Regions from separate parts of the Rattus norvegicus genome. Here region 1 is linked to region 2. Evidence: chromatin contacts called from public Hi-C data. All regions are on one chromosome and are shown on one strand. The core of a region is the stretch at or near the end of the contact, and the rest is flanking DNA. Distances in the headings are between cores, read along the strand shown.

The links. A called contact is a pair of places that touch in the nucleus more often than the background predicts.
Region 1: a contact with region 2 is called in a Hi-C map of liver, with 2.8 times the contacts expected there. The contact joins the promoter of Sall1 here to the enhancer-like site in region 2. A contact is called at or near these places in 3 of 12 Hi-C or Micro-C datasets (hepatocytes and liver).

The regions. Positions count from the first base shown.
Region 1 is chr19:34,176,354-34,183,860 of GRCr8, forward strand. It overlaps Sall1 (spalt-like transcription factor 1), which reads left to right and starts at 4,725. Exons shown (of 3, transcript NM_001107415.2): 1 at 4,725-4,825. The coding sequence starts at 4,750. It overlaps LOC102553576 (a long non-coding RNA gene), which reads right to left and starts at 6,477. Exons shown (of 2, transcript XR_005496994.2): 1 at 5,386-6,477.
Region 2 is chr19:33,837,545-33,844,764 of GRCr8, forward strand. No RefSeq gene overlaps it. Among named protein-coding and RNA genes, the nearest start is that of Trnap-agg28, 260 kb to the right of the region's middle. Within about 2 kb of position 4,342, at least 2 of the 93 cell types and tissues checked have an H3K27ac peak or open chromatin away from gene starts, as enhancers often do. A contact at or near this core is called in liver, where this site is marked.

The DNA of each region.
Region 1 (7,507 bases), core at 3,475-5,974, 340 kb after region 2:
AGAAGAGGAAGATGAAGTTTGCCGCGCACAGGGAGTAAGGAATCCACTGCTCTGGTGGAACGCTGCCTCCGCTGCGCGCGACTGAATTTCCTTCTCGAACCTGGACACCCTGTCTTCCCGCTGCAGGGGCACAGGTCTAGAGCACGTCGTTGCGGCTGGGCGACAGTACCTCTCCCCTCGCCATCTGTGCCCTTCACCACTTCGCCAGCAGTCAGCTGCTGGGCAGAGCTCACACTTCACTCTCCAAGGCCTTGGGTTCGAAGCTGCTGCACCAAGATCTGAGGAGAGGTTAGGATTTGAACTGCAATTCGCTTAAGAAGAGTCTGAAATTCTCAGGAAAGCAGAGTCCCAAGCTTGGGAAAAGGCGAAGCTACCGAACGCTTTCCAAAATGGACTTTTGTTTTATGTCATCGCCGCCACCCCAAGCCCTAGGTCCAGAAAAGAACGCTAAGAAGCCACTTCAATCTTTCTTTACTGTTCCTCCCACCCCCCACCCGGCAGGCATCCAGACAAGAAAACACAAATAAACCCCAGGTGGTTAATGGTGGTGCATCCAGGCGCCCCATCCCCAAGAGCAGAGCGCGCGCGCGCGCGCGCACACACACACACACACACACACACACACACACACACACCCCAAGCACACCATCCACTTGATCCCACCCACCTCCGGGGAGGGGAGGGACTGGGAACCTGATCTCCCGGCTCCAGCCCAGAACGTTTTCCCATCAATAATGTTGATACCATCGATGTGCCTGCTCCCCGCCCCCGGGGCGCCGCTGCCGCCTTTTTGCCGCTTTTTGCCCGGCACAGGAAAACGAAACCTCCTCTACTGCCCTTGTAGCCCCGGCCTGGGGCCTGGGTTGGAAATTTCGGAAGTTGGGGCACAGCCAGAGCGTTTAGGGACCACCCCCACTTGTGGAGTAGGTGCTCCAACTGCACAGATGGAACCTGAAAGAGAATCAGGGACCCACACAAGGCCTCAATTGCATCCCACACCGGGGTCAGACTGGGCCATAATTAGAAAACTTTACGGGTAGAAGAACCAGGCCTAAGAATGGAAGGCCTTCGTGCCACCACCCCTTCCTAAAATTGGAGCTCAAACAAAGAAGCCCCGAAACACCTTCCTTGAAATTTTTGCTATGGCCGCGGCCCTAGGCCACCGCCCTCCGGTCAGCCAACTAGACCTCGGGAAACTGAGGCTATACAGTGAAGGGAACGTAAACACCCCCGTCCCCCAAAGGCAGTGTGTACAATTGCTAAGTACCTCCACAGGGTCCGTTTCGTCTTGGTCTGAGAGGTCACGACCTCTGCGCAGCTGTTGCCTCATTTTGGGCTACCCCATTCCTGGGAGTCTGTCCCTAAATATCAGGCCCGCCTGAGGAACCTGCAAGGCGCAGCCTCTTCGCCGTATTTCCCAGCAGCAGTCCCCATCCATGGTTTGAAGGGCTCGACCCCATGGAGCGCTCTGGCCTGGAGGTGTGCAGGGAGTTCGAAGGGACCCCAGCTGTGGCACCTCACTGTCCTTCGCTTTCCCAACCCGTTCAAATATAAAAAAATAACCCCCCCAAACTGTGTCCATTTTTTATTGATTTAATTATGACTTTGCTCTGCCGCACGCAGTGCTTCGCCAGCTTGCTGACACTTCGGCGACCGCACCAGCGAACCGCGGAACTTGGGCGCGAGACAATGGCCTATAATTGATGTATCGCCACCAACAATAAAGACCAATTCTCTCCCGGCCATTCCAACCGTCCCCTTCCTCCCATCCCCCTCCTCCACCTCCCCTCATTTCTCTCCGGGCCAAAGGGAAAGAAAACAAACAAGAAATTAGCGGGGGATGCCGCTCGCAGAGCCAGGCGCCCGCCTCTCCGTCGTCGAGGACTCAAAAGAACGAAAAAAGTTATCAAAGTTTAGATACCCGCAATTAATTCGTCTCTGCTCGCCCATTTTTAATTAAACAGCGCGAAGCAGCAGATTTTGCGTTTTCGTTCGTGGTGTTTTGGGGGGGATCCCCCCACCCTTAATCACACATAGAGCCAACAGAGAGCACGTGTGAAGCATCTCCCTGGAGCTTCCCGTGGAGCACACCCCGAGAAAGGCTTGAGGGACCGCCAGCTCCATTGGGTTTCTGGCCACCGATTGCCCGGAGGCCAGGACTTTCAAGAAGCCAAGAATGTTAGACTGTTGAGGGCGGCTCTAAATACCGGCAGATTCAAGGAAGAAAGGTGCGCCTGGAAGCTTCGGTGCACCCTGAGGGCGCACGTTGGTGTGTTTTCAAGCGCGCCGATTTGCGGGATAGGGACGAGTGCTAGCTTTAAACGTGCTCAGGTCTGCTCACGTTCCCGGGGGTTTGGGGAAAGCAAGCGGCTCGCACCCCAGGAGCGCGCAAATCCATCTTTGCCGAGAGATCTCTTTAAATATTCAGTGAGAAATAATGGCATTTGAAACACCACCTATGGAAACATTATTATCTTCATTCTTCAACATCAGAGCCTCTGATAGCTTCGTTTGTCTTTTTATCAAAATCTACTGTACCCAACAGAACCTGGGGAGAAGGAAAGAGCGAGGTGAGGGAGAAAGCGGGAGACTAGGGACCCGTGAGGGGTGGGAGAGCAAGAACAAAACTAAGAAAAGGGAGGAAGGGTGGACGGGAAGAATGAAAGAAGGGAGAAGTTAAACCAAGAAAGAATAAAGTCAGCAGACCGAAAAAAAGATATTTTCAACCAGCACACAAAAGATTAGGGGGGAAAGAACTGGGGAAAGGGGGCAAAAAGCCATTTAGGAGAGTGCGACATGGGTCCTGAGTTCCAAGGCTCTGGTGCGAAGGCTAGTGCCCACTTCGCGCGAGCCGACTGTGTCACGATCCAGACTCAAAGGCGCTCCAGAATTGGGGCGTCCTTATGAGCCCTCTCCTCTCCCGATCGCGAGATAGGGCAAGGATTGTGTATCTGCACCCCTCCCCCGCCTCCACCCCCATTACTCAGCCGAAGTTTAAGTTAGTTTAGTCCTTCGGGTGCAGGACTTCGGGAACCTCGGCGAGCGGAAACCCCGAGGCAGGAGGAGATCTAAGCTAAGCCAAGGACCGAGCCTCAGGTTCTCAGGCGCCTAAACCCGGAAGAGGGAGTGCAGGGCCCGGATCCCTGGGTCCCATGAGCGGGTAAGAGAGGCTGGCTCCCAGCTCTGGGAGACAGAGATGGAGAGAAAAGTTTGGGCGCCGCGCGTGGCAAGTGTCGGAAAAGTGAAGGCGAGTCGCGGCGTAGCTAGCGGGGCAGCGGACGGGACCCCCCCTCCACGCTCACACACTCCCGGCTCTAGGCAGCCACCTCGTTGCAGAGGAGGCGGCGGCCTCCAGCCCTAGGGCAGGGAGCACTAGGGTCCGGGGTAGAGGCGGTGCCTAGGTTCTGGCTCCAGCAGCACCACCCAGGCCGGGGGAGCTCTGCTTAGCACTGGATTAGCGGCGCCCCTCCCCTCCCTCCCGCCGAAACTGAACTCGGAGCTCAGTCAGGTCCCTGCTCTCCACCCTCCCCGGGCTTGGCGGCGCCACGGTGGCCGCCGCCTCCCCGCGGAGTGACGCGCCCTGCAGCCAACCGGGGCAGTCGGGGGGAGGTTCTGGAGGGGGTCCTGGGCGGAGCCGAGCCGCCCCCTTATCCCACGGGCTCGGGGCGCTTCTCCCGAAAACTTCAGCCCTAATTGTCCCGGGAATGTCCGAGGTAGAGAAAGGGAGCTAAGGAGGCTGGAGGGTCGCTGCTCCCTGGCAGGGAGAGGATGGGGTGGCGAGAAAACTGCCCCTCCCCCCAGGCCCCAAACCCATCACGTCCCCAAACCTTTCCTGGGTCCTCTTCTCCGCACCCCCGCGAGCCCGGGATCCTGAGAATGGAGAACTCTGGGCGAAGGATCTCCGAGCCAGGCGGCGGGCAGGCGGGAGGGAGGCCCGGCAGCGGGCGGGAGGCGGACCGGCGTGGGGCTGGCTCTTCCCCACTCGCTTTTTTTTTTTTATGAGAGTGGGGGTGGGCTGCTTTCTGGTAGCTCTTAAAGAAATGAAGGAACACTCACGAAACGGGGAGCCCTCCCCCACCCCGTCCCGCCACGGGACTCCCTCCCCCTCGCGGGCCAGAACGCAGCGCGGGAGTTGGGAAGTTCGCCGCTCGCCCGCAGCCTGGGTCCCCAGCCCCCGCCGCCAGCCCCACCCCCACGCGGCCCTGCTCCGCTAGGCTCCTGGGCGAGCATGCTAATTCGGGTCGGCCCAGCCCGGGATGGAGGGCGGGGGAGGGGGGAGGGGAACGAGCGGGGGGCGCCGGCCGGGGCGTTAGGCGCGCAGTGGCGAGGAGGCAGGCCCCCGGCGGCCGGGCCGCGGAGTCCCGGGCGGTCGCCAAGAGGGTTAACCAAGAGTCGGGCGGCGCGGCACGCAGAGCCAGCCCCGCGGCCGGCTTATTGGGCCAGCGCGCGGAGAGACAGGGGTCTGCAGCAAATCACGAACTAATTGATTAAGGCGAGCGGGTTTGAATAGCGCTGGCCCGATGCCAATCGCCTTTCAAAGAGCCCCTCTATGATTAATCGCAATGCATTATTGATAATCATAATTATAGCAGGACACATGCGCGCTGTGCCCGGGGCCGGGGAGCCGGGGAGGGGGCGGGCGGGCCGGCGGGCGGGGGGAGCCGCCGCCGCCGCCGCTCGATTTCCGTAATTTTGAGAAGATTTTTTTTAGTAATTTTTTATTCTGCCCCAGCTGATGTTTGAGCCAGCATGTCGCGGAGGAAGCAAGCGAAGCCTCAACATTTCCAATCCGACCCCGAAGTGGCCTCGCTCCCCCGGCGAGATGGTGAGTGCTCCGGCCCGCGCCGCGGACACCCAGACACGCACTCACACGCACACTCGGACCCACGCACACGCGGCGGGCTCCGCGCCCACCGGCGCTCTCGCCTTCTGCACTCGGCGCGTCTGATTTTATTTCATGCTTCCTCGATTTCAATTTGCCGGGCCAGGCTTCCCCCTGTCCCGGGAGAGCCAGCCTATCCCGGCTGGAGCTTTCCCGAGTTCCGTGTCTTCGACTGGGCGGAGTAGGGTCGACCGGCCAGCTCTCTCCTCCACCCAGCGGGTCGGAGAAGCCGCGGCCAGAACCCGGCCGCCCCGAGGGGCGATCTTGCGGGCAGGGGCCATCCGTGGATGCCCACGCGAGGTCTCTCCCGCTCCCCGCGCGCCACCCGGGTCCCCGGGCTGGGCCTCTGTCGCCTGGGCCTCGCCGCCCAGCCCTGCGGCCAATGTTAAAGAAGTTTACTTCGTGCGGGTGGCTGAACGCCGAGCGCGTGGGGAGCTCGCCGTAACCCCCCTCCCACCCCCGACTCTCTCGTTCCCACTTGACTAGCGGGCAAAATGTGGTACCTTTGGGGGTTCCGAGCCGTGAGAACAGGGAATTGGGGTGGAGGAGCGACGTCCCGGGGTCGCGGCCGAGTGCTGCCGGTCTCTCTGGAGACTGACTTAGGGACAGGGAAGTGTCGCTTGGTCCGGCTTCCCAAGTTTGTCCTCCTGTCGTTTCTCTCCACACTTGCAACCATAACCCGTCAAAGTCGGACTTGGATGTGTGCTCCCCACGTATTATGGAGTCTCATCCTTCCGGACCCGTCCTGGAAAGGGTCATTGGACACTTTCTCGGGTCCCCGGTGTTAGTCCGCCAGACCCCTGGAGCGAGCCGGCGACGAAGGCAGGGTTCGGAAAGGACTGGATGAGTCGGGAAAAGTTTGTGTGCGGGAACTGTGGCCTAGAATAGAAGAGACCCGAGCATGGAACTGGGGCTACTGAGGGAAGACCCCCTCCGACCCCAGCTTGACCTGAGCTGTTTTAGGCAGTTTCCGAGCTCCCAAGGCCAGAGGCTCCACTCTGTTTCGGGGGTCACCGGACTCTGCGCCTGACTTTCCGCTGCGTCGATCAGAGAGCGACCCGACCGAGGCTCGGCGGCTCCGCTGCCCCTCGGGATCCTCGATCCCGGGTGTGGAGGAGGGAGCTGCACCCCAGCAGAGCTCGGAAGCGTGACCTGAGATCCTCACCTCTGGCCACTCTGCTCTGTGAACGCGGTAGCCCTAAATCGTAGGCTCCGTCCCCAGAGGCCTGGCTTTGGGTGCGGGGACGCGCAGGCAGAGCCCGAGCGACAAGGGACCGCCAGCTTACTTCCTCCTCGCCGTTGGGAGAGGGCAGTCCTGGCTTGAGACACCTGGACATTTTTTCAGGCGATCTGAAAGCCATTAGGACAACTGTTTTGCCCAGCACCTTTTGAAGCTCGAAGCCTCACCAGTGTGATTCTGAGTCCTCCGGAAAGATCCCTTAAAACACACCCGGCTTCCCACCCCAAAAGAACCGGTTTGAGGGTAAAACCAGATGAAATTAACCAAGGCCGCAGCGACCACTCGGACTATTTTTGTGGGGTTTCTCGGCTAGTTTCGTAGGCTTCCTGCCGCCCCCACAACAATCTTTTTCTAAAGTCAGGCCTTAGCACTGGGATGCTGTTAAAACTTAACAATTTGCATACGGGGTGGGGGGAAATAACCTGGGGGAAGAAAGGTGGAGGGTTTTTTTTTTTTTGTTTGTTTTGGGGGTTTTGTTTTTTTAATTTGTATTGGTTGTTTGTATTCTCCACGCAAAAATTTTCAAAACTAACAACCACCACCTCGGGTTTCGGAAGGCAAGATGCTTGCTAGTGCTTTGCTTTGAGTCTGGATCTGGAATTTTTAATAGTTAAGGCTTCTCATAAAGCGATAGCATTAAAGGAGTTCACTGCCTCTCACTATTATTAGTTATTAGAACAATTTTTTTTTAGTTTATTTGAGCTTTGAGGTAAGTTAATTAAGGAACTGAATCAAGTTTCCCTTCTTTCTTTCTTTCTTCTTTTTCACTTAATTTCTCCTTTTTTTCTTCCTAAAAGCTGGTTCATTGTCCACAAAGCAGTGATTATCCTGAACGCCCTAGGAAGCACCCCCCCCTCCCAGGCCATTTCCCCCGCTCCCTCCTTTTCTTCAGTAGTAATAGTTTTAGATTATGACTGTTTTTACATGGCTGAACAATAAGTTTGGGAAAAGTTGCCTAGAGGGCAGGTTTTGTAATAGGGTTACAGGATTTAGTGTGCTGTAACAGTACTCCTACACCAGCAGCCCTCCCCACCAGCTGACAGTCAGGAGGGCCCCACCATACCCCAGCTCTTTTCATTTGGGGATAGTTGTTAGATACATAGAAATAAATGCTCGCGACACAGCTCTAGTTTGCTCTTAAAACTCGACTTTTCCTCAATGAGTCCAGCAATCTCCATCCGTTTCCCTACCTAGAACATGTGCCTGAGAAGCCACTGCTGGACCTTTGGTAGTTTTCCTTTGGAAGGCAATGCCTTAGCTCAGATGCCAGCCATACCCTTCCTCCTGTCTCAAGATGGTCTGATTACACAGCAAATGAAGTATCAGACATTACCAAAGTGGATCTTGCTCATGCCCCGCTCCCGTGCTGTCCCCCAAACTGTCTA
Region 2 (7,220 bases), core at 3,092-5,591:
TTGCTATGGAGATCCAGGATAGTAAAGGTTCTGGTACCATGGGATAACCGCCAATGGTAGCAACAGTCATAGAATGTAGATAGTATGAGCCTATGAGAATAGCTGTGTGTGCTACCATGCCAGATCAGAGAAGAAGAGCTACCCAACACCGTTGGGACCAGAATGTGGTCCGTGACTCCCAGATGTCTGAAGCTAAGCTTTTTACGCTGCTGAACTTTGGTTTTGCTTTGCATTGATTGTGATGGTGCCTTGCTTGATTCTTCCTTCTTGGAATAAAAAGCAGGTAGCTTTGTTTTATTTTACAGGAGCCCACAGTTAAGAGACAGGATATTTTTAGAGAGACTTTGGATAATTTAAAGAGATTGACTTTTGAAAGACCCACAGTCTTTCAAAAGTTGGAATTTTTTATATTGTGATATTGATATCAACAAAGGTCATGGTTCAACAGTGATGTGTGTGTGTGTGTGTGTGTGTGTGTGTGTGTGTGTGTGTGTGTGTGTGTGTTTTAGCAAGGGGTCAATTGTGCTGGTTATGTTTTTATCTCAATTGACAGAAGCTAGGATCATCTTGGCAAACAGCCTCAGTTGAGAAAACAATCTCTGTAAGATTTGGTTTTAGGTAAGTCTTCAGGGAATTTTCTTGGTTAATGGCTGATGTGACAGGGTTCAGCTTAATGTGGTAAGAACTACCCCTGGTATGTGGTACTGGGTTCTATGAAGAAGCAGGCTGTGAAAGCCATGGAGAACATGTTACTAAGAAATATTTTTTTCATGGTCTCTGTTTCAGTTTCTGCCTGTTACCTGAAAGTACAGTAGAAATAAATCCTTTCCTTCCCAAGTTGCTTTAGGTCATGGTCTTTATCCCATCAGTAGAATGCAAACTAGAATAGAGGCAAACAAAGATAAGAAAATATTTTACACCATGGTGCACTTATGTAATCTGTATGGGTATGAGAATATACCCTCAGTGGTGAGAACACACCCTCAGTGGTGAGAACACACCCTCAGTGGCAGATCTATTCTTTCTGGCATCTCCATCTGACAGGGCTTTAGAATCTAACATTATTTTTTCCTGAGATTAGAATTTTCAAAGATGCTTCTTGTGTTATCTTATTCAAGAGGATTTTGTGAATCATTTTTTATAAAGATGGGAAGTTTTCTATTTGATACAACAGCAGACATTATACAAAATCATTTAATTCATAATTTAGGGCATTTCATGCAGAAAATCTGAACAAAATTTATCTTCTAGAAATTTCTGAAAAGCTAATAAGCTTATCACTAATATAAATGAGCTCACAAGAGGGGCATTGCAAGTCCCTTAAAAGACCAAACTATTTTCAAGCAATTTAGAGAAACCCTGTCATTAGGTTGGTGTGCTAATTACAAATCATTCTAATTGATTCAATAGTCTCCCAGGACTTCCATAATGTACTAGACAAACACTTTATTAGCCAGACTGAGTTACTGTAGGTTCTTAAAAGAAAACAAAAACTTAAGCAGCCTTCCCAAAACAAAACCAAGTCTTAGACATCTCCCAAGTGCAGAGAGACCTTGTCTTCTCCCTCCTTGTTGGTGAGTGTCCATTTCAGTGTTTCAACTTTCTACCTTAATGAGTTAATATGAGGCAGAAAAGAGAAAATGATCTTGAATTCTTTCCTATATACATCTTGTCTCTACTTGTAGAAAACATCCATAGTCCATTCTTGACCAGAATCAGTGCCCCCTTTGTCTTTAACAGTCCTGCTCTCCCCTGCCATTAAGATCACCATGTCTTTACTGCCTGTCCACTTTGCTCAGTCATTATACTGTATAATAAGGGATGAGGTGAGAAGGTGCACATGTCTCAAGCCAATAAGAAAATGTGACAGGTCAACAGGAGTATTGTCCAGTTGGTTGGATGTAGGGAGTTATGATATGGGGGAGGAAACTTTCATCGGAAGTAAAATCAGCATAAAAGATGAAGCAAAGAAACAAAGATTTCCAGTGCTGTCATTTGAAGCTCTGGATTAGATCAGACTCAAAGTCATTTACATTCCTGGGATTTATACTCCTATTATTCAAGATATACCTCTTTTTCAATATTTTTCTTAGCCATCTTACATTGTATTTTTATTTCCTTAACTTTAGAATTGCATTCATATAGGAAATCCTTCAAATATGAAGAAACCATTTTCCATGTACAAATACTTGTGCACAAGTGTGTGTGTGTGTGGTGTGTGTGTGTGTGTGTGTGTGTGTGTGTGTGTGTGTGTGTTATGGTTGTTGCTGTTTTGAGATTCGAGCTTGTTATATTTACATATCTGCTCCTGAATTCGTGGACTCCAAAGATCACCTCCTAAGTGCTAAGATCACAAACAACAGCCCCCAAATCCAGCCTCACCACCTGTAAACTGCTAAGCCAGTATTCCATTTATGACAGAACTAAAGACTGGACTGACATAAAGAATCATTAGGAAAAACATTTCAAATTTCTGTATTGTCAATCCATTTAGTCTGTTCTGAGACTCCATCTACTTCTCCCTCAATTCTGGGCAACTGCTTTTCAATCTAGAATTAATCTTTGATCATTGTTACATAAGGTTCTCAGTGAATAGATAGTGTGACCTAAAGCCTCAAAGTCCTACCAAGAACCATCTCAAATACAAAAAAAAAAAAAAAAAACAGTGCAGAGCCTGATTCCAGCTTGATGAAGGGACGGGTGGCAGAGTAATTCAATAGTGCACATCAAATACTGGAAAAATATATAATTCTGTGCAAATAAATACTTCCTCTTCTTCTTCCCAAAATGAAGTTGAAATCATAATGAGCCATGAAGAGAGAGAGAGAGAACCTTCAGAGTCTGCAGCAGACACCTACAGCCACAGCCTCCTTGAAGAAACCCAATCTTGTCCTGATTCTAAAAATCATGGTCATGTTACATTTCCAGATGTCCATTCTACCGTCTGTAAGGTTTGGAGAAGACCTGCTTCTCCAGATCATAGTGACGAGACAAGGGCTTCTTTACTTCCGTGCCCACAATGGGCAGGTCAAAACTCACCCCCTTATATAAACAAAGTCTGTCTTCTAGAAGGTCCCTGAGGAGTCACAGTCTGGCAAGCAAACAAGTCTGGGAACTCTGGCTTTAATGAAATCAAAAATTAATGCTCCCATTAAATCAGCAAGTAGAAAATAGGCCAGACTCACTAGTGATGCAGTGGGCAGGGATAAATGTCCCTGGGTCATACCCAGCTGGGCCTGCCAGGAAAAGGTTCTGGAATGCCCCTATTCAGCAAGCATCACTGGTGGCTCTGAGCCTGTACCGAGAGCCAGCCAATAGTCATCCAGAGAAATCTGCCCCTGTTGGGCAGTTTAGCATCTTCTCTGGATCTCCTCTGAAGACCTAGCCTGGCCGTGTTGACCACTTACATGGTTGGATTTCTTCAAGAGCACAGATTAGACTCCTATAGATAGGAAGAAGCAGAGGGTCCATTTGGCGCTACTCATTGTGTTAGCTAAACTGTGGGGCCATGATTTCTTTGCCCTGAGCCTGAGGAGAGAGAACCTGCCGACACTCAGTCCCTGTCCAACTGCTATTGAGAAACACTGGCAATGAGATCAGAGTTCTCCGTGCAGAGGTGAACATCTCCAGAACAGTTTGCAGGACACCAATAGCAGAGATTCTCTGTCGTGGGGTGATTCTGTGTCATATGCAGTGGCATGCTGAGTGGATTCCATCATAAAGTTGGAAGGGAGAAGTGTAACGTGGGTGGATATGCCTGAGAGCTTGTGAGCAGGCATGGCTGTCTCTGCCCATTCTACCTCCAGGTTCTTACAGGATGTGAACAGCGAGTTTCGTGACAACCAGGAAAACGTTTGTCCTTGCTTTCACTAATCCAAAGGCTGCAATCTGTAAGCTGCAACAAACCCAGCTAGCATTCAACTAACCACACATGGAATTATACTAAAATGTTCTATGTCAACACAGAACATGTTAGAAATCTCACATTTCCATGTGGACTCTTGATATTTCACACTTGAATGCCTGTCATGAACAGACTTAACACCAGTGGGCTGTATTTTGAGGCAGCCTGATGACGAGGTTGAGTGGAGGTTGTCCTTTGACGTGAGCTCCGCCACCTCTGGCAAGCCCTTCAGTGCCTGGTCTGATCACGTAGACACTAGCATTTCTGAGCATCCTGCCTTAATTTCTTCAGAATTCCTTTGCTAGGCTTATCTCGTGGGTCCACATCAACAAGCCAGCCGGGTGGGCTGGACCAGCACGATGAAAAGCCACTGCACAGAGCAGAACACCAAAGTCTGCGGATGACAGAGGACATAGGTCATGCCCTGGATCAAACCTCTGCTGTCTCCTCCCCCAGTCACCTCAGTAATCAGATCCCTGGCCCCCGGTCTGTTCTGGGGGACTTACTCCCCAGCTTGGTTAGGATGTTTCTGGCTTTGTGCAGCCATAAAGGAATTGGATTTAGCAGTGTTTGGCTTCTCCGTTCTCTTACTGACAGCACTATTTAATGGACAAACAGTTTGTTTTATTTATCTGACAGGGTTTCTTCGCATTGTTTAAGGTTATCGGCCCTCTCCCCTGCAGATCATATTACAGCTTGTGCCGGCTCGACCCTCAGCAGGGTTCACTCTAAATCAGATCCTTATCATTGCCTCGGTGATAAATAGAGGCCTGGGAGCCCACAGCCAGGTTATTTATTTAGTGCCTCTGTGGGTCATGTTTTATACAGACCGGGCTTCTTGTCAGCCCTTCGAGGATCCAGCTTAGGTTGCACTCAGGAACTAAAACCCAAAGCCCCTTAAATAATGTTAACTTAACAGCTGACGTTTTTATGAAATAAGTCTGTGCAAATGTGCAGAGGAAAGGGGACAGCAGAGGCAGAGAGCTGGAGGTAGGTTTCAGTGTGGGAGCCTGGATGTGGTAGGAGGAGCAAGTTGAGAGCCGAGAGCAGGCAGGTGTGTGGGTGGGTGGGTGTTTGAGATGACGTCAGAGGAGAAAGGAGAAACAACGCTTTAGTTTTTTAGGTTTATTCCAAACCAGCAAAGAATATTCCAAGTGGAGTTTGCCTTGAAGAAGTTTAGAAAGAAAAAACACTATGGGTGGAGCACTATGCCCCTCAGGGAGCAGAGAGAGCAGGCTGAGGTCTTGCATGGCAGGGATTACACAGGGAGGGGGAAGGGGGTTATTGTTTCTGAAGAGTACACAGACAAGACCATCTGGCTGGGCTGGGGACATAGAAGCATTTGGCAGAGAGCCTCATCTGTATACTGTTATTCAGAGGCAAGGTGTTCGTGTCATTTATGAATGTCATCACACGCCATCATTTCAATGTCCGTTTTTGTGCACACGGCACTTGCGCTGCTTTGTCGAGCTGTGTTTGACATGTAACTTTGTACATTTGAAATTGTCTTACAGCATTTTGTCTTTTTGAATATGTGAAGAAGAAGAAGAAGAGGAGGAGGAGGAAGAGGAAGAGGAAGAGGAAGAAGAAGAAGAAGAAGAAGAAGAAGAAGAAGAAGAAGAAGAAGAAGAAGAGGAGGAGGAGGAGGAGGAGGAGGAGGAGGAGGAGGAGGAGGAGGCAGGAAGAGGAGGAGGAAGAGGAAGAGGAAGAAGAGGAAGAATAAGAAGAAGAGGCAGGAAGGAAGAGGAGGAGGAGGAGGAGGAAGAAAAAGAAGAAGAAGAAGAAGAAGAAGAAGAAGAAGAAGAAGAAGAAGAAGAAGAAGAAGAAGAAGAAGAAGAAGAAGAAGAAGAAGAAGAAGAAGAAGAAGAAGAAGAAGGGGCAGGAAGGAAGAGGAGGAGGAGGAGGAGGAGGAGGAGGAGGAGGAGGAGGACGACGACGACAACGACGACGACAAGAAGGCAGTAGTAGTACCAGTTGATTTCAACCTTCGAAGTTCTAAAAGGAATGAAGATCCCCCCCTTCAAAGGAATGTGCTTGGCACCTCTTCAGCTGGAATTAGAGAAGCAAGGTGAGAACCTGTTTGAAAGATATTCCCCCACCCCACCAAGTGCTTGCTATCTGAGAAAAAGCTCAGGAGACAGTTTAACCTGATTACCCTTGCAAAGCTATTTCCCCAGTTGCTGCTCAACACACCACCTTGTGCAAAGTGGTACGAGCCCACTTATGGAGAGGCAAATCCTGGCTGGTGAAAGGCCACATGCACACACCACTGCATCACAGACAGGCTTGGAGCATGGCTTTGTGATTGGACAGGGCTCTCTGTGCTACTGTGCTGGCATGGAACCTCTTTAGATGCTGGGTATTTTGGGGGAACTGGGAAGAGTCATTCAACTCATTGCATAAAAACACAGGGCAGGGAAAGATATGTATGAGGGTGGAGGTCCTGACCCGCACCCAGAAGATGCTATAGCTTGGCTTGTCCAACAGCAAGCATGAATGGAAGTCACCTGCTTTTGGAGGAAGATGGGTGGAAAACTGTGGCCACCAAGATAGGGGAAAGAAGTTATCACTGAAGTCCTATGAAGTCAACTAGAAAGCAAGGACACCCTTCATCCTTGTAAACCTCTAAAAGTGATGGTGCTTATGGTTTCCAAAATTATTAAGTCTTGTTAAGAAATGTTTCTACCATCTTTATTAACTTTGTCTAGTAACCCTTACATAGCAGGGATCTAGGGCCAGCCACTATTCTAAGCATTCTACAAGAACAGACCCCTAGGCATCACGCTTTGTTTCCAGGAGCTAAGCTTTCATGCTCCATCCCTGTCTTATGAATCAAGAAATTGTGCAGGTTAGGTAACTTACCTGAAGTCACATAGTGCCTGCATGAGAGTCAAATCCAGGCAGCCTGGCTCAAGTCCATGGTCCTTCTCAAAAGCTCTGGCAGCAGACAGATGCAATGTGTTTGGGATACATGGCTACCTTTTCAGGAGCCATGCTCAAAAGGGACCTGGGCTGTTCTTTGTTGAGTTTCTCAGGGTCTGTCTTTGCCACCAACACCTGTATGCTTACCTCATTGTGTCTGACGATCACTTTTCTATGATCTACTATGGACTTCCATCCATCCTTCTGGTTCTTGCCTTTGCTTAGACAGCATCCTTTCTCTGCACCTTAAATTCCTGACTGCTCATCTGGGCAGGTGAGATTCCTTGCATGCTTTTCTGGGGGTCCCTCGTCTCTTTCGTTTTCTGGTTCCTGATCCCTGGATATCTTGATCCTCCACTGTCTCTGCGCAAATCAGCATAGACACTGACTAATG